Regions from separate parts of the Mus musculus genome. Here all the other regions are linked to region 1. The links are chromatin contacts, called in public HiChIP or PLAC-seq and promoter capture Hi-C maps. All regions are on one chromosome and are shown on one strand. The core of a region is the stretch at or near the end of the contact, and the rest is flanking DNA. Distances in the headings are between cores, read along the strand shown.

What was found. Promoter capture Hi-C pulls out the DNA fragments that hold promoters and counts their contacts. HiChIP or PLAC-seq counts read pairs in DNA pulled down with a chosen protein or histone mark. Capture Hi-C pulls out chosen DNA fragments and counts their contacts.
Region 2: a promoter capture Hi-C map of pre-B cells shows a contact between it and region 1, with 3 times the contacts expected there. The contact joins the enhancer-like site here to the promoter of Far1 in region 1. A contact is called at or near these places in 3 of 39 promoter capture datasets (the C10 cell line, the HPC-7 cell line and pre-B cells) and 1 of 115 datasets of contacts at active chromatin or transcription factors (bone marrow-derived macrophages).
Region 3: a promoter capture Hi-C map of pre-B cells shows a contact between it and region 1. The contact joins the promoter of Pde3b here to the promoter of Far1 in region 1. A contact is called at or near these places in 3 of 39 promoter capture datasets (cranial neural crest, frontonasal cranial neural crest and pre-B cells) and 1 of 115 datasets of contacts at active chromatin or transcription factors (the 230-238 cell line).
Region 4: a promoter capture Hi-C map of adipose tissue shows a contact between it and region 1, with 2.9 times the contacts expected there. The contact joins the promoter of Psma1 here to the promoter of Far1 in region 1. A contact is called at or near these places in 4 of 39 promoter capture datasets (cranial neural crest, neutrophils, pre-B cells and 1 more), 6 of 115 datasets of contacts at active chromatin or transcription factors (bone marrow-derived macrophages, large pre-B cells, memory CD8 T cells and 3 more) and 1 of 9 other capture datasets (adipose tissue).
Region 5: a promoter capture Hi-C map of pre-B cells shows a contact between it and region 1, with 2.8 times the contacts expected there. The contact joins the promoter of Copb1 here to the promoter of Far1 in region 1. A contact is called at or near these places in 6 of 39 promoter capture datasets (cranial neural crest, embryonic stem cells, frontonasal cranial neural crest and 3 more), 2 of 484 Hi-C or Micro-C datasets (B cells and LSK cells) and 3 of 115 datasets of contacts at active chromatin or transcription factors (the 230-238 cell line, bone marrow-derived macrophages and large pre-B cells).
Region 6: a FOXA1 HiChIP or PLAC-seq map of pancreatic cancer cells shows a contact between it and region 1. The contact joins the enhancer-like site here to the promoter of Far1 in region 1. A contact is called at or near these places in 4 of 39 promoter capture datasets (the 3T3-L1 cell line, the C10 cell line, cranial neural crest and 1 more) and 6 of 115 datasets of contacts at active chromatin or transcription factors (the 230-238 cell line, bone marrow-derived macrophages, embryonic forebrain and 3 more).
Region 7: an HNF4G HiChIP or PLAC-seq map of pancreatic cancer cells shows a contact between it and region 1. The contact joins the enhancer-like site here to the promoter of Far1 in region 1. A contact is called at or near these places in 4 of 115 datasets of contacts at active chromatin or transcription factors (the 230-238 cell line, embryonic forebrain, embryonic stem cells and 1 more).

The regions. Positions count from the first base shown.
Region 1 is chr7:113,512,031-113,515,577 of GRCm38.p6, forward strand. It overlaps Far1 (fatty acyl CoA reductase 1), which reads left to right and starts at 1,804. Exons shown (of 13, transcript NM_027379.4): 1 at 1,804-1,907.
Region 2 is chr7:114,478,587-114,482,133 of GRCm38.p6, forward strand. The region is part of intron 1 of Pde3b (phosphodiesterase 3B, cGMP-inhibited); the gene reads left to right. Among named protein-coding and RNA genes, the nearest start is that of Pde3b, 65 kb to the left of the region's middle. Within about 2 kb of position 1,910, at least 128 of the 459 cell types and tissues checked have an H3K27ac peak or open chromatin away from gene starts, as enhancers often do. A contact at or near this core is called in the HPC-7 cell line, bone marrow-derived macrophages and pre-B cells, where this site is marked.
Region 3 is chr7:114,413,703-114,417,249 of GRCm38.p6, forward strand. Pde3b (phosphodiesterase 3B, cGMP-inhibited) reads left to right here and starts at 1,552. Exons shown (of 16, transcript NM_011055.2): 1 at 1,552-2,760. The coding sequence starts at 1,849. 4933406I18Rik (RIKEN cDNA 4933406I18 gene) reads right to left here and starts at 1,459. Exons shown (of 4, transcript NR_029437.1): 1 at 1,161-1,459.
Region 4 is chr7:114,274,432-114,277,978 of GRCm38.p6, forward strand. It overlaps Psma1 (proteasome subunit alpha 1), which reads right to left and starts at 1,685. Exons shown (of 10, transcript NM_011965.2): 1 at 1,570-1,685; 2 at 1-29. The coding sequence starts at 1,572.
Region 5 is chr7:114,252,725-114,256,271 of GRCm38.p6, forward strand. Copb1 (coatomer protein complex, subunit beta 1) reads right to left here and starts at 1,956. Exons shown (of 22, transcript NM_033370.3): 1 at 1,882-1,956; 2 at 1,146-1,295. The coding sequence starts at 1,236.
Region 6 is chr7:114,198,080-114,201,626 of GRCm38.p6, forward strand. No RefSeq gene overlaps it. Among named protein-coding and RNA genes, the nearest start is that of Copb1, 55 kb to the right of the region's middle. Within about 2 kb of position 1,787, at least 46 of the 459 cell types and tissues checked have an H3K27ac peak or open chromatin away from gene starts, as enhancers often do. A contact at or near this core is called in hippocampal neurons and pancreatic cancer cells, where this site is marked.
Region 7 is chr7:114,169,932-114,173,478 of GRCm38.p6, forward strand. No RefSeq gene overlaps it. Among named protein-coding and RNA genes, the nearest start is that of Rras2, 54 kb to the left of the region's middle. Within about 2 kb of position 2,015, at least 142 of the 459 cell types and tissues checked have an H3K27ac peak or open chromatin away from gene starts, as enhancers often do. A contact at or near this core is called in the 230-238 cell line, embryonic stem cells and pancreatic cancer cells, where this site is marked.

The DNA.
Region 1 (3,547 bases), core at 554-3,053:
CTTCAAACACATTCATGCAAGCAACTGTAATTAAACTCGGGGATTAAAAAAAGACATCGAAGTAGCAGGAGGCTTTAGAGTGAGATGATTAATGGAGGTGTATCTGTTAGAATGCATCCAACATACATATGAGATTGTCAAATAAAAAAAGCACAGAGTTTGCAAAAAGGGCAATCCCTTATACCCGTAGTAGTTTGTAGTTCTTAAGTATTATTTCTATTATTTTAAATTACGTGTATGCGTGTGTCTGTATGTGGGTGGTATGTGGATGTGAGTGCAGGTGCCCATGGAGCCCAGAAGGGAGGCATTACTAGCAGGTGATTGTGAACTGCCAACTGTAGATTACTGGGGACTGAACTCGCATTTTCTGAAAGAGCAGTACCTGCTTTTAGCCACTGAGTCTTCTCTCTAGCCTCGGTTTTTAGTTTTTGAATGACAGCTAAAGCCTGGTGTTGATTATAACCAGGATGCAATAGTTTTTTCCAAAATGATTGCACCGTGCATGAAGCACACAGCCCCACGAATCTTCTTCATACACCCGGGTAATCACCACCACATCAAGAAAAAACAGGTTCCCAGCTCATACATTGTAATGAGCATAGTTTTTTAGAAAAATGTTTTTTAGGCATGTAAAAATAGTGTAGTCAGGATCCCCACTACACTCAAGGCTGCACCTGATAACCATAACTCCGTACACCACTCACTCAAAGATAACAAGAGATAGTCCTAGAACTAACTCCACGATGCCCAGTGAACAGTATATAAGCAGAGACTAAGAGCAATGCTCTGCTCTGCACATCTGGAGAGATGCCACTTTGATCTGCCCTGTGGCTGGAGAATCTTTTCTAGGATCCTGCCCCTGGAATCAGAAATTTCTGTTTGAGACTGGACCTGACCTTCAGCCAAGATACATCGCATAGGTAAGCAGCCTCGGGAGATAGGCTTAGGACCGTAGTTAGGAATTCAGAGTGTTTATATTGTGTGAAGACCCAAAGCATAACTAAATAAAACTTGTTATACTAACTACGCGTATCTACCTTCTAGCTCGCGACACTCAGCAAGTTCCCGTGCACCCTAGCTCTCAGCACACGCCCCACCTTCCAACGCTGAAACTTCTCTCACTGTCCCTACATCTTGCACGGGATTGTCTTGAAGGAGGAAGGACTAGGTGGACAGTCTCTCGGGGAGGATGGACGCGGGCTCCAGTCCTCCCGATGGGCCCTTCAGAAGGTCCATACAGTGCTGGCTCCACATTCCGAAGGAACCAAGCTGGCAGTTATCAGGGAGGATCCTCACACTCAGTTAAGACCGAGGGTAGCCGGCCCCATCTGGGGAGCGCCAGGGTGCACGTTGGCAGTACTCAAGCACGCCGCGATGGCTGCGGGGCGGGCTCTCACGTCTGCCACTTGTCCCGCACCTTTTGCGTGGGCTGGGCTCCCGCGCCAGGGTAGTCGGGCGTGGCCCAGGGCGCGACCCTCCGGGAAGCGGGCGGCCGGGGGCGGCGCTGCTGAGCGGGGATGTGCGGCGCGCGCCCATTGGCTGCGCTTTCCCCGACCACACCGCCCAGCCGCCCACTTCCCGGCCTCTCTCCGCTCCCCCATTGGCCGTCCTGCCTGGGGGGTTTGGGGTGGGCGGCTGAAGAAGAGTGGAGGGTGAGCGGTTCTCCCGGGAAGAGTGTGAGCAAGAGCCAATCAGGAGCAGACGTGGAAAAGAGGCGCCACGCCAACCAGTCAGACCCCGAGGCGCGGTCGGGACCCGTGACGCCATAGCGCTCTCAGCCAATGGGCGCACCGCTGTCGGTCCGCTCTTCAGCAGCCGGTCGGGGGCGGTGAAAAGCGAGTGAGGAGAGCGCGACCACGGCGTAGCCATCGCTGAAGGGAGAGCGAGGCCCGAGCTTCCGCGTCGAGGTGAGCGGCACGGGCTCTGTCGCAGGCTCGGCCGCGGCCCCTCCGCACTTGGCCGCCGTTTTGCGGGAGTCCTAGGCCGGGCTGCGTTGAGGTGGGGCCTGCGAACCGCCCCGCCCCCGCCCCGCCACGGCCGCCTGGAGGCGGGGGCGCCTCCTCTGCTGGGACTGTCCCTGCGCGGCGTGGCCGGGCCGCCGCCCTCCCGACTGCCAGGGCCGCGGCGAGGGAGCTTAGAGGCCCCTGGCCTGCAACCCGGGGAGGCAGGGGTTCCGTCTGCGGGGGGAGGCCGCGCAGAGGCGGCCACGGTGGGGGCCCGAGTTAACGGAGGAGGGTGGCGGCCTGGGATTGAGAGGAAGAAAGTGATGGGAAAGGGGTGATGCTCTGGAGAGGGCGTCCAGTGAGGAGGCCCCTGCTCCAGAGTGGGATCGGCCTCTGGGAAGTAGGTATCAATGGCGTTGCGGAGAAATCAGCTGAGAGATGGAGAACTGGTTTGGGGTTTGAAGGTTAAGGTCTCTGGACCAATGGGGACAGGGCATGTGGAGTGTGAGAAGGTACACACAGAAACCGGAAGGTGTCCGAGGAGTGGATTTTAGATGAGGGGTGGATGGAGGCTGTCTGACTAGAAGGCGTTATTTGGTTTCTTGGAAAGTACACAAGGAACAGTCAAGGTGGATTTCTGTGTGCTTGCTCAAGGGTGGGGATCTTTTGTGAACAGTGGAGTGAGTTGGGAGTACAGAGTTGAGAGAGAGTATCTCAGGATGACAGCTCGGAACACTCAACGTAGCTACCTACTGAGGCTGATCATTAGCTCACCTTTATGCTGTCCCCTGGATGATCCATCTGATTGTTTAGCCACAGCTCACACAAACTTAGCTCTTAGAAGTAATGGGTATTAAGTATTCTTTGATTTTTTTTTTTTTTTTTTTTGGACTGGGAAATTGCTTAATTCTTAAAGAAAAGTGCTAAGGGCAACATTTAAAGAGTCTGGTTGGGGATGGATAATGGATGGGTAATATGACATGAGGATGGTGCAAGGTGTCTTACAAAAACAGAAGTGATACTGTGTGAATGTAGTTGTGCAGTTCTGAATGAGCAATCTTTTTAATGTAGTGGAATTTGTTTTATGCTTGTTGGGCAGTTGCTTTCACTTTTGAGACTAGTTTTGTAGTTAAATAAACAAAAAATATTTTCACTTAAGAAAGACATTAGTATATGTGTGTTGCTGTCAACTGCTTTCCTCTTTGAAGCTTTTATTTGTAGGGTACAGGTAGAATTAAATCCACATTTTCAGTGGATTTAAATGGGAGAGATAATTTCTGCTTAAAGATAGGACAAAAGGCCGGTGAAAAGTTACAGTTTGAGGGCAGAATTCAAGAGAGCAGTTGTATAAATGTTTTCTTATTCACCAGCTCAGCATAGAATTTTAGCTAATGGATCATTCTTTAGGACAGAGAAGGTATTTGTGGGTAACACATTACTGTAATTACATTTTGCTTTTAGTATAATCTAGTTCCCAAAGGGCTGAGTTACCTGTAAGCAGAGAGACAGTTCAAGAGAAGGGCAAGTTTTTTGGAAAAGGTGAATTTTGGGTCATTTGCACCAGGAGTTGGTGTGTGGGTTATTACTAGACACAAGAATGATTA
Region 2 (3,547 bases), core at 660-3,159, 970 kb after region 1:
ACAAAACAAAAAAAGTCTTAATTTTTAAAAAGCATAAATTAAAAAACATAAATCATCAACTATTTAGCATAGTAGAAGATAATGAAATCAGAGGAAACAAACCCAACTTCATATTCTGTTACTTTGCAATGACAGAAAAAAACTTAGTTATGATAGCCTGGCATAACTTAGGGACCCAGTATAAAACAGAATTCCATCAAAATAGTTCAAATAATAATGTTTTAATAAAAAATATTCTAGATAATAAAAGCAGTTAAGAATATGGCTAAGAGAAGGCTAGAGACTTGCAACAGTAGAAAGCACCTTACCTGTGACTTGAAGAACAGGCGTTTTCAAAGTTCAGTCATCACCGAAGCTGATGAATCCTCTGAAAACTTGCAGTCTGGAGGACCAAATCGTTGCTGGAGGAGTGGTATGCAGATCCAGGGAAGCAGAATAGAGGAATTAACCTGTTTTACCTTTGAATACACTCTAGTTTCCTGCTGTTGACTCCTGCTGTGTAAGTTAAGTGTAAGCAGAAACCAGCTGCACACAGTTTAGCTGACACAGAGTATAGGGCTTAACTCCCTTATGTTTCAAAGGAGAACAAAAAATGGGCCTAGGAGGCTAAAGCAGAGATGTCCTCTATACCACTGCATGCCTCCTCTTCTCATACACGAAGCCAGGCTCGTATGTCAAGTTGCTGTGCTTTTTACATGCTTTGCTAAGCAGTGGGCACGTTGTTAGCACACAGCAGTAAACTGTTAAGTATAAGATGGTATTTCCTAATGGCTAACAATTCCTAAAGCACTAGAATTAAATCTAAAGTATGGCTAGTCATATGATTTTGTGATGTGTACTTCTTCATATGTGAAATGGAGAAGGCCCAGAATTACAGGAATATGGGTAATTATAGTAAATTAATATTGTATGTAGTCAGAGTCACCATAAACATCATCCTAGTAGTTGATTAGTAGGAATAATAGAAAAACAATAGTGTAATAGTAGGCTCTTCCCTGTCTCTGTCCCTCACAGACCCCTTCTCCTCCTGTTTTAGATTTCCTGAACGGGGTTCTTTTTTTCTTTCAAATTTTGTTCATGTATTAGAGTCTATTATAAACTACAACTGTAGTTTAACATTTTTATCTACCCTTTTATGTTTTTATGTTCAGTAAACACCAAGTTAAATGATGGTCTCCACTGGACACAGAATTAGAAAAATTGGAAGTACTGAAATTTGTTCAGTTTCAGTAGCACAGATGTGAAGAAGCTCAAGAACTAAGAACACAGCACGTTTCACAGTTCACACGGGAATGCACCACAGCACACAGTCTTTTAACTTTGACATGAGTGTTGCAGTTCTGTTTTTGAGGATGCATATATGTTTTTCTTTTGGGCCGCATAGAGAAAAATGAAGTAAAACCTCATTGACGTAATTGAACTTGATAACATCTCCTGGTTGTGCTGCTGATGATTCACTGTGGTTTTGGTGGTTTTGTAGAACTCTGTAAAGCATGTTAGACTTATAAACATATTCAAACAGAAACTTTTATCAGGATTCAACTTTTAGCCACAAAGAAAAGATGAATTTAAATAAAAGCAGCCTTGGGTACAACTTTATCAAACCAACTAAAAATTTTTAAAAGAATATACATTTCATATGTAACCTAGAAAAAGCAGTAGTGTTTTAAAATTAGCGTCAGTGTGTAAGCCATAGTTTGTGAAAAGACTCGGTCATTTCAGATAATGCAGTCGTTCAGAGTACTGTCGTTTTGAGGGACATAGTCATAAATATGTAAGCACATTCTCTATAGTCACTGGGATGCTTTTATTGTGATTCACAGTTCAGCTTTACTCTTCTCTTAATGTTGGTCTAGTGGTATGGGAGTTGAAGTTTAGTTGTCTCAGCCTTGCTAACATGAAAAGTATTCATGCAGAGTAGTGACTGTCTACCTGGAAGCAAGATTTCAGTAGACCTGCATACTATATAGGAGAAGTAAATACTTAGACCAAATACTTGAAAACATTAAATTATACTTGCCATGCATTGTGCACTCTGTATGTCTGATAGCCTCCCACCACTTTTAGGTAAATTTTTAAAAATAAATTTTTACTACTTTAATAAATTATAAACAACCTCTTTTTGTGTTTTTGTTTCAACAACCTCTTTTTGTAGTAACAAAGGTATTTCGTTATAAGAAGTAAATAAGTTACATGTTTTGGGTTCATTTATATTTAATCCCTTTCTGCTTCGTTTAAATGAGACCATAAAACCACAGTTAGACAGGGGAGGCAGGCATTGCTCATTACTGTTGGTTCTATACATTCATGGACATTGAAATTATAAACATTTTCACTAATGTCTACTTTCTGCTTGTGCTAGTTATTAATTTCATGAGACATATCATATTTAACTTTTGAGAAATAGAATTATTTCATATTTTGTTTAAATTATTTTAGTAGTTTGCTCCATTTTCTAAAGCATAATAAAAAGATAATCTATAGCCAAAATTGTGTTTACATTTGTGCTGTTTATATTGAATCTTGCTCATCATGTTTGAAATGCCAGTTGTTTTCTGCAAGTAAAAGCTTTGGGTAGCTGGGCATGATGACACAACCTGTAATAATCCTAGCTCTTGAGAGGTGGAGTGAGGAAGATCAGAAATTCAAGAATTTGAGGCCAACTTGGTCTGCTCTGCATGGCCATATCTCACACTCACCTAATGAAAAGCAGCATGCAGGTCAGTGTGCCACATTTATTTCTTATTGAAGATGTTTGCTTTTCAGATAACTGATACTGTCTAGGAACATTCCTGATTCTAACACACATTTTCAAGTCGATGCTAAAGTTTACAAAACAATGACTAAAGAGGAACAAGCCAGCTTTTACAACATGGATATTTTGTGATGAACATATAGAAAGTTAGCTGCTGATCTTCTGTGTGTGGATTATACTTTTCCAAGGGATGGCTTCTTCTTAGAATCACCAGAGAAGTAACATTTCTGCACAATTACTCCTTTGCTTGTGCACTTTTTCTATTTTGTGGTGTCTTGAGCTGTCACATGATCCATTCATTTTTTTCTCTTTCTTTCAGCATAATGTTGCTGCTCCTTGTGTCTAGTGTTTTAAATCTGTCAGCAATGGTTTGTCTTTTTCATGCTTTCGCAGAGAGGATTTCACAATCTGAGTGGTGCCGTGATAGGTTTTTTTTTTTTTTAAATTCAGAATAAAAATCCTTTGTTTCATCTGTGAAAACATTATTTTCTTGTTCTAGAAAAGAATGTTAGTTTATCATCAAAGAGATAATGTTAATGTGTCCTTTAAAAGTTTCTGTTTTCCTGTCATTATTTGACAAAGGTTCAAAGTAGGCAATATTCCGAAGCATATAGGGGAATAAATTGCCAATTAAAACACAATTAAGTCTTTTTGAAAGTAGCCATGGCATATTCCAGTGGCACTTCGGCCTCCACAAGTGCTTTCATGAGTAGTGTTGTCACACTGCAGATTTGTATCACTTGTGATAGACTGGACATTTATGTCACTATATTTATAATGCTATTAGTTTTT
Region 3 (3,547 bases), core at 302-2,801, 900 kb after region 1:
GGGGGGTGTGTGGTCTGTGATGATTTTATGTACAGGATTTAAAAGATACTTGTTGAGTTTAGCTAAAATGAGTTTCCTCTTTTCATGTCTAGTGGAAAAAAAGATTCAGTGAATTTTTATCATTTAGGACATTTGGGTAACCATTTGAACACTCCATTAAATATTTTTTCTTTATCTAACACATAAAAAAGCCAAGGAAATTCTGGTCTTTTCCCACATTTGTCAAATTCTTGTGTTAATTCTTCAGTGATTTCTATTATGTGTGTGAATTATGACTATATATGAAAATGGTCTGCTTTAGGTCATGGCTATGGGCTTAGATTAATTGGTGAAAAATAGGTCTGTTTGTGGGATTTACCACACAGTAAGGTTTCTCATCTCCCTGGAAAAATGTGGAATTAGCTTTTTAAGAAAAGCAGGCCTGTCATGAGGTTGAAGGGAGTTTCAGTGGAGGGAAACAGTTTACACTTTCTAAGGCAGTTATGACTGGTTGGATTCCAGGGCAATCCCTTTCATTCAGCAAAGTTCTTTTCTCCAACCTTTACGTCTGTCTTTGCTAATATCACTTCTACTTTTGTCTTTCCTAGTGTACCAGTTTCACAGGTCTTTCACAGAAAACATAATTGGCTTCTTTCAAGGCCAACCCCATTCAAGTTGATAGTGGTATTAGGACTGTGGGACTCCCTTCCCTCCTTTCCCCAAAGAACACACCCCACAAAACACACCGTTGCACAGAACAAGTCTCTCACTTGGAAAGAACCTTTGGGACAGCAGGTCTATGTGAAACAGTGCATGTCTGGCAAGGATGCTAATCACAGGACTGGATATTAGTTCTTAGCCTCACTGAAAAGGGTTCTTCAGCAAGACGTGCTCGCTATCAGAGTGCACTCTCCAGGGGTCCTCCTCCCTTGAGCCCCTGAAGGGATTCAAGGCCTGCTGCTGGGCCCCAAATCTCCCTTGCCCTGGAAGCCAGATGTGACTGACAGTGTTGAGTTTCTTCATTCTGGTCTGGCCTCAGTGTTGGCTGAGCCTCCAGCTTCATGTCTCCATTCACAGTCTGAGGGCACACCATGAGCTCTCACCTCACTAGGCACTGCCCTTGGGGTCCATGTCTCCCCAAGACCTCGCAGTGACCTGAGTGGGTCTTGTATGTGACTTACCTCAAAGGGGACTGTGCTTCGGGGCGTCTCAGGACTGTGATCAGTCCCTCCCATCTGCCAAAGAGCTCGCCGCTCTGTGGCAGTCCGGGGGGTAGGGGTTCCGACTTCAGCAGTGGAGCTCTCGGTGGCCCGCGCGCGCTCCCCGAGGGGTCCAAGTCTGGCAGCCTGACGCGACGGCTGTCTCACTGGAGCGACCAGCCGGGCCGTGGGCGCGCGCTCCCCCGCGGGGTCCCGGATGCGCATCCTGACGCGGGCCGCGGCCGCCCCAGTGGCGACCGGCCGAGCTACGGGAGCGCGCGGGGCCGCCGGCGGGGCGCGCGCCCGGCAGGGGCAGCCGCGGGGGAGGAGCGCCCGATCGCGCGCCCAACGGACCAGGCTGCGGCCGTGAGGTAACTGTTGCAGCGCGCGGGAGCTGGGAGGCGACGCCGCCGTCTCCCGTCCCGAGCCGCGCTTGAGGGAAAAGGGAAGAGGCGTCCGCGGCGGTCCCGGGACACCAAGAAGCCCTTCTCGCCGCTCTCAGTGGCCGGCATGAGGCGGACGCCGCCGCCCCTCAGCCCGCGCGCCGGGGATCCCGGCCGGTGGCGGCGGCGGGCGCAGCCGTGACCGCTCTGCGAAGCTCGGGGCGCCCAGAACGCGGAGGGCGGCGCGGGGTCGGCAAGCGCCAGCGGCCCCCCGGCGGCCCGGGGCCATGAGGAAAGACGAGCGCGAGCGGGACGCGCCAGCCATGAGGTCCCCGCCGCCGCCGCCAGCCTCGGCCGCCTCGCCCCCCGAGAGCCTGCGCAACGGCTACGTGAAGAGCTGCGTGAGCCCGCTGCGGCAGGACCCTCCGCGCAGCTTCTTCTTCCACCTCTGCCGCTTCTGCAACGTGGAGCCGCCGGCGGCCTCGCTCCGCGCCGGGGCACGCCTCTCGCTCGGCGTCCTGGCCGCCTTTGTCCTGGCCGCGCTGCTGGGCGCGAGGCCCGAGCGCTGGGCGGCCGCGGCAGCCGGGCTCCGGACGCTGCTGAGCGCCTGCTCGCTCAGCCTCAGCCCGCTCTTCAGCATCGCCTGTGCCTTCTTCTTCCTCACCTGTTTCCTGACGCGCGCGCAGCGCGGCCCGGGCCGCGGCGCCGGCTCCTGGTGGCTGCTGGCGCTGCCCGCCTGCTGCTACCTGGGCGACTTCGCGGCGTGGCAGTGGTGGTCGTGGCTGCGTGGGGAGCCGGCGGCGGCGGGCCGGCTCTGCCTGGTGCTGAGCTGCGTGGGGCTGCTGACGCTCGCGCCCCGCGTGAGGCTGCGGCACGGCGTCCTGGTGCTGCTCTTCGCCGGCCTGGTGTGGTGGGTGTCCTTCTCCGGCCTCGGGGCTCTGCCGCCCGCGCTCAGGCCTCTGCTGTCGTGCCTGGTCGGGGGCGCGGGATGCCTGCTAGCCCTGGGCTTGGACCACTTCTTTCACGTCCGGGGAGCCTCCCCTCCGCCGCGCTCGGCGAGTACCGCGGAGGAAAAAGTGCCTGTGATCAGACCCCGGAGGAGGTCCAGCTGCGTGTCGCTGGGAGAAAGCGCAGCCGGTTACTATGGCAGTGGCAAGATGTTCAGGAGACCGTCGTTGCCTTGTATTTCCCGAGAACAGGTAGGGTTCTTGGGCGGGCATGGTCTGGGAAGAGGAGCGCGGGGTGGAGGAGAAAGCGGAGCGCGGGTGGACCGCTTGCGTGTCCCCGGCGCAGGAGCGCAGCTGCGAAAGCGCGTGGGCTCGCTCAGAGGAAAGCAAGGGGCAGCAACCTGTGGTCTGCGCTGGAAAGGCTGCCCCAGTATGAGGGGCTCGTCAAAAAACGCAGAAGCCAGTGAGTGGCTTTTTCCCAGTGAGTGAGAATGAAATCATTCACTCTCTGACTTAGCTTCTACATAGGAGGAGAGTTTTCAAGAATGAGGTGACCGACTTGAGGTTTAGTAGATTTCACTGCTTCCACTTTGGACACACTAAGCTCCTACATATAGCATTTGGGTACAGTTTATCCGTTTGCTATTAACATGAGGATGCTTGCCCGGAGTTGACAAGCTGCCTTTAGAATAAAAGTGTGTATGCAGATTTTTTTTTGACAGTTCGGGCTCATTGCAAGTGGTGATGTGGGAGGACAAATGAGTGTTTTCATAGTTCAAAGAACAGAAATGAGCCTTGGAATTTAGACTTGGTTTAGATTAATAGACAGCAGTCTATACTAATACAATTAAAACTGTTTTTTACAGACTACAGACTAACTCATGGGCTTTGTTATTTGGGCTTTGTATTTCTTGCATAATTAGGAGAAAGTTTTAGCAATTTAACCTTTAAACTTAGTAATGTGTGGAAAGATGGCCAAAACATTTCCTCCCCCAACCCCCATAGGCTTTCATATTTTGTTTTTAAAGGCATTTGAAAT
Region 4 (3,547 bases), core at 435-2,934, 760 kb after region 1:
GTGACATCATTGTCATACTGGTTTCGAAACTGAAAGTGGAAGAAAGATTAAATGAGAACATTACAAAGTTCAAATTTTAACATTAAGACATGTGTTTCAATTGTTACAGCCTCTCTCCTAGTGCAGCTTTCTTGAGACATTATTACAGCACTCAGTTTGCAATGCAATTCTACCTTAACAAGGTCCCTTAACCATGCTGGAGCTGTTGGGATGAATGGACTAGGTTCTCCCTAACTCTATATCCTGCCATTCTCCACAGCACTCCCCTTGGGTAGTCAAGTGCTAAAGAATGCACACACCAACTTTCCCTCCACTTTGCTCATACTGTTCTCTACACAGGGCTCTAATAATCTGGCAAAGGCCTTTTCTGTACATTGACTCAAATGTCTATCTTTGAAGGTTTCTTCTTTTCTCCGAAAATTCTCAGCACAATATTCCAACAGAGCTTGAAGGTTTCTTCTTTTCTCTGAAAATTCTCAGCACAATATTCCAGCAGAGCTTTGAGATACAGGTTTCATGAAGCCCAGTCTGGCTTTTTCCTATATACCTGGGAAAATGATCTTGAAGTCCTGTCTCAACCTACCAAGTGCTCAGATTACAGGTGTCTGCTATCATGACCAACTATACATATTTTTTTCTTCTTTTCTTCCTTCCTTTTTTTTTTTTTTTTTTTTTTTTTTGGTGTCGGTCTCTACACTATGGATGTCCTGGAACTTTGACTTAGGCTTGCCTCAAACTCACAGAATTCTGCCTCTCTGCTTCCTAAGTGCTGGGATTAAACTCGTGTACCATAACACCTTCCAACATACCTTTTTTATCTTTATAGTATGAATAAAGTTATGTTTGGTTTAACTTTGAGCTCTCTACCTGCACCCTGTCACTGGATGAATTAACATATACACAAATCCTCAGTAAAGAGGTGGGCACAAATTGCTACCGTGGCAGACCCACTACAGCCATAATGTCATTACTAAAGCAAGTGTATCGGCTCTTAGGAGAATACTCATAATGGCAAAAAAGGCAAGAGTTCGCATGGCAGACTCCACAGAAGCAGCTCAGGGCCCTGTGCTGTAAACCTGAATCCATTACTTCCCCTTTTAGAACAAAGTGACTGTATGGAGTCTTTCCCGACGGCATTCTAATGAGACAGATTAAGACAGACCCACAAGGAAGATGAATTTGGTCTAAAGACCTGACTGCAGGCTCAGGTCTGCGCAGGCGATGCCAGGTGCACCCCTCCATTCCTATAGCCTTCCTCCTATGCAGATGACAAAGGACCATAGGGCATCTTGAAATCGGCCACCTAAGTAAATTGAGAGGGGAGGGCCTCTGGCTGGGCGAGGGAGAGCGCCTGGACCCCACGTAAGGTGGAGAAGCTGAGCGAAAGGCCGCCCAGGTTACTGATCGTTTCCCGCCGGCCAGGCCGCAGATGCTGAATCACTGTAGGAGACTGTCCGTGAGGTAAGCTCCCTCTCCCACCGCCCCACGCCCCAGGGAACAGAGGCCGATCCCCGACCACGTCAGTGTACCTCAGCCCCAAACCCTTCGAGGACTCGGGGCTCAACACACCATAGCTCCGGCGCAGCGACAACCTGACCCAGCAGCGGACACAGGAACACGGCCCCAACTACGGTTCGGTGATCGTCAAAGAAGCCTGCGGAGTCTTGACGGCGGCGACGCAGGAAGTGCAATCTATCCCAGAGCCACGGATCGGCGTCTAACGCTGCCCCGCCCTCCAGCCTTAAGTGGGCGGGGCCTGCGAAAGCTGAGAACGTGGGATTGGCAGGAAGCTCCGGGGTGGGAAAGCCAATGCGCAGAGAAAGCGGGGGGCGTGGCTTCACGTCACGCCCAGAGTTTCCTTGCTTTTTTTTTTTTTAATCCCCAAGTGGATTGCAGATTCCCGCCAACTCTCGGTCCTCTCAGTTGAACGTCGCCACCTAGCTCGGGATGGTGCGGTGGTCCCTCATAGATCTGTCACAGTGCACAGAGAGGTTTGGGAAACAGCGTGTCTGAAAGAGGCTGCAGAAAAAAAAAAAAAAAAAACAAGTGTGTGTGTGTGTGTGTGTGTGTGTGTGTGTGTTCATATTCCTGGCCTGAGATGCTTGAGTACTTGGAGAGCCCATCCTTAAAGGCTCCATGGTCTCGCATGATCGTGATACTTATGATCATTAGTTGCTATTGTAGGACCTGGTTTCTGTCCTGGCACTTGATCTTCTGCTGTCCACAACCAAATACCGTATCTGGTAGATTAGGCCACTAGGGGGAAGGTGCGAGTTTTCTTACGAGTTTTAAAAGAGTATGTTTTGGTTTAATCCCCAAATGAAATCAAGACTGCTAATTCTGTTGAATAACGTGTACCCAGAGTCAGGTAAGGATCTTTAAGGATCTGAACTTTGATGGCGGAGTAACACATCATTTAAATGTCTATGTTCACAGTAATTAGTATCACATTCTAAATATTTTCATGTCTGTATATATATGTACATTTTTTGTTTTTACATTTGTTTTGTGTGTGTGTCTGTGTCCCTGCATACCCTTTTTTGGGAGTCTGAAGACAACTTGAAGTTGGTGGTTCTCTCCTTGCGCCACGTGGATTCTGGGATTGAACTCAGGTTCACAGCTTGGCAGCTAATATAGCAATCCTCTGAACCATCATGCTTTTTGCTTTTCTTTTTCTCATCTCTCTCTGGGTTTGCACCCTCCCTCCCTCGTTTATATGCTCTCAACAGTTAATTAGATTGCTTTGTTCTTTAAATTCACCAACACTGGCTCTTGTTATTTTTAAAAATTTCTGACTTTAAATTGATAGATAGTGCTGTTTTGTTTTCGCAGCACCAGCACGGTGCCTAGCACATATTAGGTACATAATTTGTATTGCTGAATGAACAATGGATTTGGAATGAATGGGAAAATTAAATGCTCATTTAAAAATGGTTGTGGAACTGCAGAGTGCTGTCTACAACCTTCTGCAACTCTAGGGAATCGGACCTCTTCCGGCTACCGTGACGCTTGTGCATACATGTTGTACTTCTTTTTTTTTTTTTAAATATTTTTTATTAGGTATTTTCCTCATTTACATTTCCAATGCTATCCCAAAAGGCCCCCATACCCTCCCCCCCCCCCCCACTCCCCTACTCACCCACTCCCACTTTTTGGCCCTGGCGTTCCCCTGTACTGGGGCATATAAAGTTTGCGTGTCCAATGGGCCTCTCTTTCCAGTGATGGCCGACTAGGCCATCTTTTGATACATGTTGTACTTCTATACAGAGAAAATACTCATAGACATAAAATAGTTTAAAGCACCCAAATTAGCCCATCTACTTTTGAGATTTCTTTTAGAAGATGTTATAAAAATCTTCACAATTCTTTTCTATAGTCATGTGCCTCACACAAATACATGTTTTAAGATAAGATTATACTAAACTGTCTCTTACTAATACACTTAAAAAGTTTTAGCCAATTTACCATGCCTGTAGGTAATGACCTATATTAATTTTAGTAGTTGCATGGAAGTCTATCATGTGGAAATATAATAATCTAGTATCGG
Region 5 (3,547 bases), core at 706-3,205, 740 kb after region 1:
TGCTGGCCGGCTAGTCTAGTTAAGTCAGCAAGCTTCAGGGTCAGTGAGAGATCCCTTGTCTAAAAAGCATGTGAAGGGAGCCACTGAGCATGCTCAGCAGGTAAAAGGCACTTGTTGCCACGCTTGACCACCTGAGTTCAATGCCTAAAACCCACATGGTAGGAGAGAGCTGACACCTACACTGGTGCTATGCATGTTTGTCTCCCCACTTCCCACTAATAAATAGTAAAGAATAAGACTGAGAACTGGAAACGGCTCAGTGGCTAACAGCACATAATGCGCTTGCAGAGAACCCACATCGAGTGGCTCCCAGTTCCAGGAGGAGCCTACACAGCTGGCCTTCCTGAGCATTACACACACGGGCACCTCCCCATATACACAATTAAAAATAAATCTTATAAAAATCCAAAGTCTAAAAAAAAACAAGTAAGGTGGAGTATGATTGAGGGAGGCACCTAAGGTTTACCCCTGGCCTCACATATAAATTCACTTTATACATACATGACTAGCACATTTTTGTGCACATACACACATAATAAATAAGAAACTTCCTCAGGTGAAAGGAGGTTGAGAGTAGAAACATTTTATGAAGTATTAACTTACATCATCAGAGAAGTTGAAAGTAAAAGGTGAATAGTGGCCTGCACCTGTAACCCTTGGAGGCTGAACTAAGACCTGACATAAGTTGGAGGCTGCCCTGGCCTATTAGTGAGTTCCAGGCTGACCTAGGGAAAGAGTAAGGCTTTATTTAAGAAGGAAAAAGGAAAACAAAAAGAAAAAAAAAGGACCGTGGCTCACAGAGCCTAGGAGAGTAAGAAGGAAGGAAGGCTGGGAGAGGCGGATTGGTCAATGGCTGCTGAGTACAAGATAAAAAAGTTCAGGTATGACACTGTATACTACAATTAATAACTATATACTGTATATATATTTTTAAAATCTCAAAAAAATAAAAAAATCTCTATGAAAGAATGTGAAATGTTTTCACTATGAAGAAAAGATGAATGTTTGAGATAATTATATTTGACAGGATTTAAATATCAGACCATATAGATATGTATTAAAAAACACCATATTAATTTGTCCATCTTTTACGTTTTTAATCTATCAATTAAAATAATTCCTATTTGAGTTAAGAAACTATTTACCCAGGTCATTTTTTAAGCTGATTTCCGAAGGGGGTTCTGAATCCATTGGCACGTTAATTAACGTATAGCACACGTTCTCGGCTGCCGTCATGGTTTCTGTTTATAATCAACCCAATACAAGATGAAAAGGACGAAAGGTGCCAGGAAAATCTACAAAAATGAATACAAACATCATTAGAAAAAAAAAAAAAAAAGGGAGACAAATTCCGCAAATCAGTCGTGATCTTCTAAACTGCCTGAAGTTCTTCGCGTGTGACTTCGGACGACCTGTAGAGCTCTCCCCACCTTCTCCTTCCGTGAACTCTAGTGACAATCACTCAGTCCCCGTACCCGTCCACTCCCCGACCCAGGGTGTGCAAAGCTGTGGAGTCGAGGTCCACACCACAGTGACAACCCGGAGCACCACGTCACGGGGCCGTGATTGCCAACCTAACACAGTCGGATCTGCTCCAGGAGGGCGGCCCGCGAGCGAAGACGCTGCAGAACCTTGGGACTCCTCGGCTGTGGCGGGTCCCCCGTGGGAATCCCGGCCGCCCCTCACCGGCCTCTGTCTATGCAGGGTCAGGCCTCAGGCGGCGCAGACCCCTGTCCCACCGCCCAGGGGACCGCGGCCCAGCTCCCCGCCCCCACCGCCCGTCGCCGCGGCCTAGTCAAGCGCCCGGCATCTCCCCATCCGGTGGCTCGCTGACCCCGCGCGACCGCCGCAACCCCGCGGCTCGGGGGCCCAGGTCGCTACCTGGCTCCGAGGGGCGGAGGCCGGGAGGGAACCGTGGGACCGCCGACTACCGGTCCGGACAGCCGCTGCCGCGACGGCTCCACCAAGTCCTTGGCTGACGTGGAAGGGGGCGGGGAGACCAGCAAGGATGCAGCTACAGAGCCTGTACGGAGACCCAGAAAGGACAAGCCTCTTCCGCCCTGAGCTGCGCCCTGGAAGTGTGTTGTCTTCTTCCTCTCTCAGAGTTGGTTTCTGCAGCAGTGTAAACAAGTATTTTAGTTTTCCCAGCGAGTTGGGAGCTGACTTAAGCGCTGTGGTCAGTTAGCAGTTCCTTAGGAATTGTCTTCCCAGGAACTAAACTGTACAAAAGAGAAACAGAAAAGTCCTGCAGACTTTCTTCTTCCTTTCACTTATAAACTGGAAACAACCAATTCTTAGGCAGATGATTTCAGAGACCTTAATAAGATGACTAGGTTATATGAAAATACACTTGAGGGCTTAACACCTCTGGTGACCTGAATCTGACTTTATTCAGTTAACTGGAGTTATTGGAGTATCAGAAGTTGTCTGACAACTATCATTTCTACTCTTTATTTAAGAATGGTCTCGGCCAGTCAGTGGTGGCACATGCCTTTAATCCCAGCACTTAGGAGGCAGAGGCAGGCAGATTTCTGAGATGGAGGCCAGCCTGGTCTACGAGTGAGTTCCAAGACAGCCAGGGCTAAAACCAGAAAACAAAATAACAACAGAAGAACAAACAAAAAAAAGAATGGCCTCTTGCTATTCTTTCAAAGCATCCAATACATTAAAAAATTTAAGTATGATTGCCAGACTGGTCTTGAAAGGTGATCTTCAGTTTCTGAGGAGTTGGGATTACAACATGGATACACATACTGTGTATACAAAACCTGCTAACCTCACTTGCAGGATACAGAATACAAACTGTTTTCTCATTTACCTGGAATGCAGCTATTCTAACAATTCTCTTTTCTGGAAACATTGGGTTTAAAAAACAAATCCCCACCACTCAAAATATACCAGAGGCTACATATTTCCAGCACAGAGAACAGCTACCTCTCGGAATTTTGATTTTAGTCTTACTGCCCAGGCTGGCCAACTCCCAATCTACTCCTCTCCTGCCTTAGCCTCCCAAGTGCTGGGATTACAAACAAGCGCTATCATTTCTACTCTTTATTTAAGAATGGTCTCGGCCGGGCTGGTGAGATGGCTCAGTGGGTAAGAGCACCCGACTGCTCTTCCAAAGGTCCAGAGTTCAAATCCCAGCAACCACATGGTGGCTCACAACCATCCGTAATGAGATCTGACTCCCTCTTCTGGAGTGTGTGAAGACAGCTACAGTGTATTTACATAAAATAATAAATAAATCTTTAAAAAAAAAAAAAAAGAATGGTCTCGGCCAGTCAGCGGTGGTACAACATGCCTTTAATCCCAGCACTTAGGAGGGAGAGGCAGGCAGATTTCTGAGATGGAGGCCAGCCTGGTCTACAGAGTGAGTTCCAGGACAGCCAGGGCTAAAACCAGAAAACAAAATAACAACAAAAGAACAAACAAAAAAAAAAGAATGGCCTCTTGCTATTCTTTCAAAGCATCCAATACATTAAAAAATTACAAACAAGCGCTATCACGTCTGGCTTATGCTTAAAAGATGTTTTTAATCTAGGTAATT
Region 6 (3,547 bases), core at 537-3,036, 690 kb after region 1:
TCTCTAGTTCCCAATTAACTAGCACCTACTACTTGTATTAATCCATTTATATTATTCTATGTCTGGCCTGTGGCTTGTTGCGTCTCAGTCTCTAGTACCAGGGCTTGCTGCTGGCGAATTCTCTTACCACTGAGCCTCTCCCAGAGTTCTCTCTCTGCCTGGAAGTCCCAGCCTTCCTTTCCTGCCTTTGCTATAGGCCATCAGCTTTTTATTATAATAAATCAGAAGGTGAGAGAGGGGGTGTTTACAGAATATGATGCAGCCATATGGATAACAATACCAAAGTCGGGCCTGTAATCAGATCTCTTGTATACACATCAGCCTTTGAATATAATAGAGAGACAATGTTTATAAATTTGTGTTTAATTGTTGTAAACAGAAAAGAGCTGTGTTTTGAGGAGTGGCAGAGCAGCATGGTATTTGGTCTTGGAGAAGGTGGATGGGACAATGACAGGCCTCAGAAAAGAGACTTGACTCTCTTTGATTTTGTCAGGAAGGAAATGAGGGAAATTCAGTAGCTAAATATGTGGGTGTGGAGGCAGGAAATTGAGGAAGTTCACACCTGAAACTTTAAATTTCCTATGAAGTAGGAAGCAGTCAATTGCCAAGAGTAGTTTTATGGGGGGAAGGGGACAAGGAATGTGCTATAATAGATTCTAAGGCCTCTAAAGTAGAGCACAATTTCAACTAAGGAAGGTCCATGGTCTAACCCTTGAAATAAATGGCTGAAGTGGCTCTGAATGGGTGGTTACTGTGGCCAACAGTTCAGAACAAGAGATGGAGACTGGAGAGAAGGCCCAACAGTTAAGAGCACTGGCTATTCTTCAAATTGACCCGAGTTCTGTTCCCAGTATCTACATGGCTCACAACCACCAGTGACTTCAGTCCCAGGGGATCCGACACCCTCTTCTGCCTTCTTTCAGCACTGCCTTCCTGTGGTATACATACATACATGCATGTAGGCAAAACATACAGATATATACAAATTAAAAAAATAGTTTGAGCCTCAAGCACAAGACTTCCTATCAGTCCACTTCTTCTTGGACCAGCCATACAAACCAAAGCCCCAGGCGAAGGCTCTGACTGGCTGAGCTTGACAGCGTGAACCTTTAAGAATCAGCAAAATCAAGCTTGTGGAGGTTAGTGCCAATGGGGACTGAAGGACAACACTGCCAGCTCAGGTGCCCATGGTGTATGGAACAGGCAGCTAACCAGAGACGGGGAGAGTGGACAGGAAGATGTGACCTTGACAGTTAGCCAAGCAGGAGACGTCCATGAAACTAAATTTGTAGATATTTTGACAATTTGTTTTTCTTTTTCCATTTTTTTTTTTTTTTTTGGCTTTTCAGGACAGAATTTCTCTCTGTATCCCTGGCTATCCTAGAATTCACTGTGTAGACCAGGCTGGCCTCAAACTTGAGTCCACCTACCTCAACCTTCAAAGAGCTGGGACTAAAGGCCTGCACTGCTAGCAGCTAGCTTAATTTGTTTGTTTTTCAATAGTTTCAAGGATTGAGTCAGCAGTAAAAGTGACATATAGTCAAAAGGGGAGAGGCTCTGGTCAAAGTTCAGCATCTGTCATTTATTTGCTAAGCAATCTAGCCCATGACGTCAATCTTTGAGCTCAGTTTTCCTACTGTGAAATAATGAACACTATCAGGATTATCATGTGGATCCAATAGGTGATCGGGAGCTGAAAACTGCGGTGATCTACATACACATATAGGTTGCTGTTACTATTATTGCATAATGACTTCATGGCAGCATTTGCAGCCAAGTTCTTGATTCCTTACTCTAAATTTAGAATAGGCTTGGGAAGAAGGCTGGGTAAATACTAAAACATTTACTGAGTGCTACTCTTTGTCAGTAACTGAGATAGGCAGGGTGACTGTGAGATGAAACAGCCCAGATCCATACTTTTGAAGTTCCCAGCCTGAGAGACAAACACAGTTTCCTACTCCATTATGCCATATGGTATAGTTGATGTGTTTATAAAAAGATAAGGGGAAAGGGGATGTTTTGGTGGATGTGTAGTCAGGTATGGGGGAAGGAGGTGCCTTGGTGGGCTCATACTGAAGGGGTAGTAGAGGAGAGAGAGAGAGAGAGAGAGAGAGAGAGAGAGAGGAGAGGAGAGGAGAGGAGAGGAGAGGAGAGGAGAGGAGAGGAGAGGAGAGGAGAGGAGAGGAGAGGAGAGGAGAGGAGAGGAGAGACATAGAGGCCAGCCATGAATAAGTGGAGAGAGTGGGGAAGGGAATAGGAAGAAAGGGAGGAAGGGGCAAGGGGACAGAGTGGGAGCAAGAAGGCAAGAACAAGAGAAATCAGAGGGGGCAAGCAGCCCCTTTTATAGTGAGTCAGGCATACCTGGCTGTTGCCAGGTAACTGTGGGGTGGAGCTTAGACAAAATGCTAACAATAGTGGTGCAGCCCTGCATGAGCCCTGCATGAGCCTGGAAGAGGGACACCTGAGCCGAAATGTGCTGCATTTATTGAAGAAGCATCAGTTGAGCTGACCCTTTATCATGCCAGAGAAGAGCTATTATGCTCTCTGACATTAAGGGTGGAGTCCCAACTGGAATCCAGGGTATGGACCTACAGTTACAAGTTTGCCTTCACATCATTCTTTGGCCAAAAAGAAAAAGATAATTCCTGATCCCATGTGGGAGCATACTCCATGAGTTTGCTAAAGGCCTGGCTGCCATGGGAACACCACATTCATATTCTTGCTTAATCTCTTTGCAATTTACTGTCAACCACAGGCTGTCATAGTGTGAAAGCGCAGCTCTCATTTCCTAGCTAGGAGGTGTCATGCCCCCAACTGCATGATGAAGCCTGCTGCTGGCTGACTGTCACACTTCATCCAGAAAAGGAAAGGCCAGTGGGTCACCATGTGGATGGACAGCTCTCCCAGGAAAGTTGTACCTTTTAAGGATCATTTGACACATGAGTACACATGCACGCACACACACACACACACACACACACACACACACAGAGTGATTGTTCTATGAGCTGTAATTCTTCGGTTCCACAGGTGGAGACAGCTATTCCTTCTGGAGTAGATGGATAGCTAGACTAGCCATGTCAGCCAGCTCTGGGGTTAACTGAGAGATCCTGTCTTGAAGAATAAAGTAGAGAACAAACAAGCAAGACTCCTGATAGCAAGTTCATGTGTTCATATGGATGTGGCATATATATTTATATGAATCCATACACATATGCACCCTGCACACACATCCATTCATATGTGAACATGCATACATGTATGCTCACTATACTCACATACATATGAAAAATAAATCTTAGCCGTTCTGTAAACTGAAAGGAATAAAAATATTCTAAAGAGATATTTTTAGAATTGATTTTCTTTTTTTTTTTTTAAAGATTTATTTATTATATGTAAGTACACTGTAGCTGTCTTCAGACACTCCAGAAGAGGGGAGTCAGATCTCGTTATGGATGGTTGTGAGCCACCATGTGGTTGCTGGGATTTGAACTCGGGACCTTTGGAAGAGCAGTCGGGTGCTCTTACCCACTGAGCCATCTCACCA
Region 7 (3,547 bases), core at 765-3,264, 660 kb after region 1:
TAGCATATACACAAGTTGTAGGTTCTATCCCTAGCACTACATGATGCAGTCAGCGAGTGTCCCTCAAAACCTTTAAATATTTAGATCAGTTTGAGTCCCTCCTTGCTTACTCCTATGACTCTTCATCTCCAGGTGAGTCCCAGTGCCCTCCCCCCAACCCCCACTACTTCTCTGACCTCATTTCTGTCACCCATTTAGTCTACTCCAGCCACACTGACCTCTGCGTATTCTTGGAACATTCCTAGCAAGTTGCTACTTCAGAGCCCTGGCTCAGCTGCTGGAATGCTTCCCTCCTCCCATGCCAGTCCTCAGAAAGGGCCTTCCTCAGCAGCCTGTGCACAAGAGCAGCCTCTTTGCTCTTCCAAAAAAGTGTCATAGCATCCAGAAAATGTCCACGCCCACCGCCAGAATATTGTTTAACATTGCGTTATAGTTCTAGAAAAACATGGGAAAATAGATAATATATAACATGATATAAAAATATAGCATATATATTTTCAATCAAGCATAGTGACACATGCCTGTAACCCTAACATTAGAGAGGATGAGGCAGGAGGACTGCTGTGAGTTCAAAGCCAGCCTGGGTAGGCTACACAGTACCTGGGCTACTCAACAAGACCCTTTCTCAAAATAAAATCATATTATTTCTTACCTTTCTCCTTTCTCTCATTTCTTCTGTCTATCTTACTATGTAGCCTGGTATAGCCTCCTTCACTCCCCATGTCTATTTTGCTATGTAGCATGGGATAGCCTCCTCTGGCTTGTCATCTTCTTCTGGTGCTGGGATGAACGGCACCACCCTTGGCTGACCCTTTTATAACATTGTCTTCTTTCAGTTCGTGCTGCATCGCTTTCTTTGTTTAAGTTTCTATTTTATGTTGTTTATTAAAGCGTTACTATTTTCTTCATAAAGATAAAGCATGTATCTTTTATTGAATTTCTTTCTAGATATATGAAATTGTGTTGTTTTTGTGAAGGATCTCTTCTTAAAATTACATTACAGTAGAAAATGTTTATGAGCCCGTTTTTATCTCTAATATTATTTATTACCACTCTCCTACCCCCAGAGTCTTACAGGCATCAGGGAGTGGACAAAGGCCGGCGGTACTGAATGGTGATGTTATTTTTGAAATAATGAAAAGTACTGAAGAGGGATCATAAGGGAGCAGTAAAGCATTCTTTAGTGTTGGTGTTGCAGTAGAAACCTTAAATCCACTTTACAATCGTCCTAGACTCCGTGGCTTCCACTCTAGGGAACACTGGTCTGTTCAATTTCACCACCACATTGACATGCCTTTTGGATTATCAGTTGTTTTGGCTAACCCTTGGGCCTGTCTTTAGTTTGGGAGGTGAAGGACAAATGATAAACTAGGAATGGATAAGGAAGAGGTGGAGGATCCCAGCGCCTGGGTTTGCTGAGCCTCCCCCCAACCCACGCACTCAGAGCTGCCCTTCCTGCTCCTGTGAGTATCTGAGGCACACCTGTAGGAGTCCCCAGGGCCAAGCCCTGTCCTGGAGAGGGCACCGCACTGAGAGGGGGGTGGGGTGGGGTGGGGTAAAAGCCTCCTGCTTTCCTCCACAGAGGACCAGGCTGTGGGTGTGAAGCAGGAAATGGGGGCTTCTGAGAACTGCTGAGCGTTCCTGGAAGCCTGTAAGAGCTGAGACATCTGGCCTCTGAAGCTCATTCTCTGGTGGCATTTGGGGCCTGGAGGACAGAGGCCCCTCTGGGAGCACATGCTCACTAGCTGCAAACTCTCAGGCCTCACAGGATGTTGATGGTGAATGGGAGAAGGAGACTTTTAGCCCTTCCAGTCTCCCTCCACTGTGGCCTGGTCCTTGCAGGCAGTCTTTGTAGCCTTTGCCTGTCAAACCGAGGTATGTCTTCTGGGAAGGTCGAAACATTTTCAAGGCTCCTCCTTGTCTGAGAAACCCTTGAACTGAAAAGGACAGGAAGCCACAGGCTACTGGATGTGCGGAGCCTACCTAGGGTTACCCCACCTCAGAGGGGAATGCAGCAGGTCTGAGTCATCCGAGATGCCTAACAAATAACACATTCTTCCATGCTCGCCCATCAAAGAGAGGTGGAGGGCAGCTTAATACCCAGAAGAGGGGTGTGTGCCTCTGCCATGTTTCTAAGATAGCCTCTCAGACTGTGAAACCCACACTACTGTGTCACATAATCCCTCCCTTTTTTCTTGAGTGCGTACATGATGAGTATAATATATAATCCAGTATGGACTTAAATATTTTATTATTCTGTGTGTGCATTATGGGTGTGTACAGCGTGCATGTGTGCGAATGAGCACACATGCCATGGCTTATGTTTGAAGGACAGAGAACTTGGTAGAGAGACTCAACTCTCTCCTTCCATCTTTATACAAATTCTGGGGGTCAGACTCAGGTCACCAGGTTTGTGTGTCAGTCAACAAGGGCCTTTGCCTGCTGAGCCATTTAGCCAGCCCCATAATAATTATAATATTTTCTTCTTGTTGTGATCTTTTGTTTGTTTGTGTTTCAGACAGGGTTTCTCTACAGCCCTATCTGTCCTAGAACTCAGTTTATAGACCAGACTGACTGAATTCACAGAGATCCCTCTGCCTCTGCCTTCCAAGTACTGAGATTAAAGTCAGGCACCATCCTGTCCAGCATAATATATATTTTATATGCTGAATTGAGTGTGGCATTGCCCATTACAGTAACAAATTCCCAAACAGATAGACTCAACTGGATTCTCTCTGTCACATTCAGCTGAGTTGCTTGACAGTTGGCTCTTTCTTTCCTCAGTGATTCATAGATCCCGAGTCCTTTCATCCTGTGGTTCTATTGTCCCCTAGGGCTTCAGCAGGCAGAAGGAGAAAGACACTGTAGAGCAGTCATGCTCAGTTCCTGAAAGCTCTGACCCAGAAACGATACACATTTCTGCTTACACTCCACAGGCAGAACTATATACACCATCACACCTGGATGTAAGAGAGCTGATAATGTCAATCATGCTGAGTAGCTACTTCCTGGAAGTAGCCTGTATCACAGCAGGAGTGGGCGCGGGTTGTCAAGCCATATATGCAGTGTAAGGTCTGTCTATGGTGCTTGTGTTCTGAGCACGGGTGGAGAAAAATCACAAGCAATTTTCACTTGAAACTCATAATACTGTGTAGATTCCAATTTGCTTTGTAAGTCGGAGAGGGCCAATAGGGATGGTTCATGATAAAAAATAGGACAAGAACATTGTTGTCATTTGTTGTTTGTCTCTTTATAGACCCCGCTGTCCTGGAACTCACTCTGTAGACCAGGCTGGCCTCAAACTCACAGAAATCCACCTTCCTCTGCCTCCTGAGAGCTGGGATTAGAGGTGTGTGCCACCAGGCCCCACTGTCCTCATTTTCATCATTAGTGATTTATTACTATTGTGACATCAGGTATTAAGTGCAGGGCCTTTAGCTAAGCATGAGCATTATCCCAGAGCATCACTCTAGCCCTTTATCAATCATAGGCTCAGAAAACCTGCAGATCCTTCACTAAAGGCAGAGAGGTTTTAGGGCAGGGATGA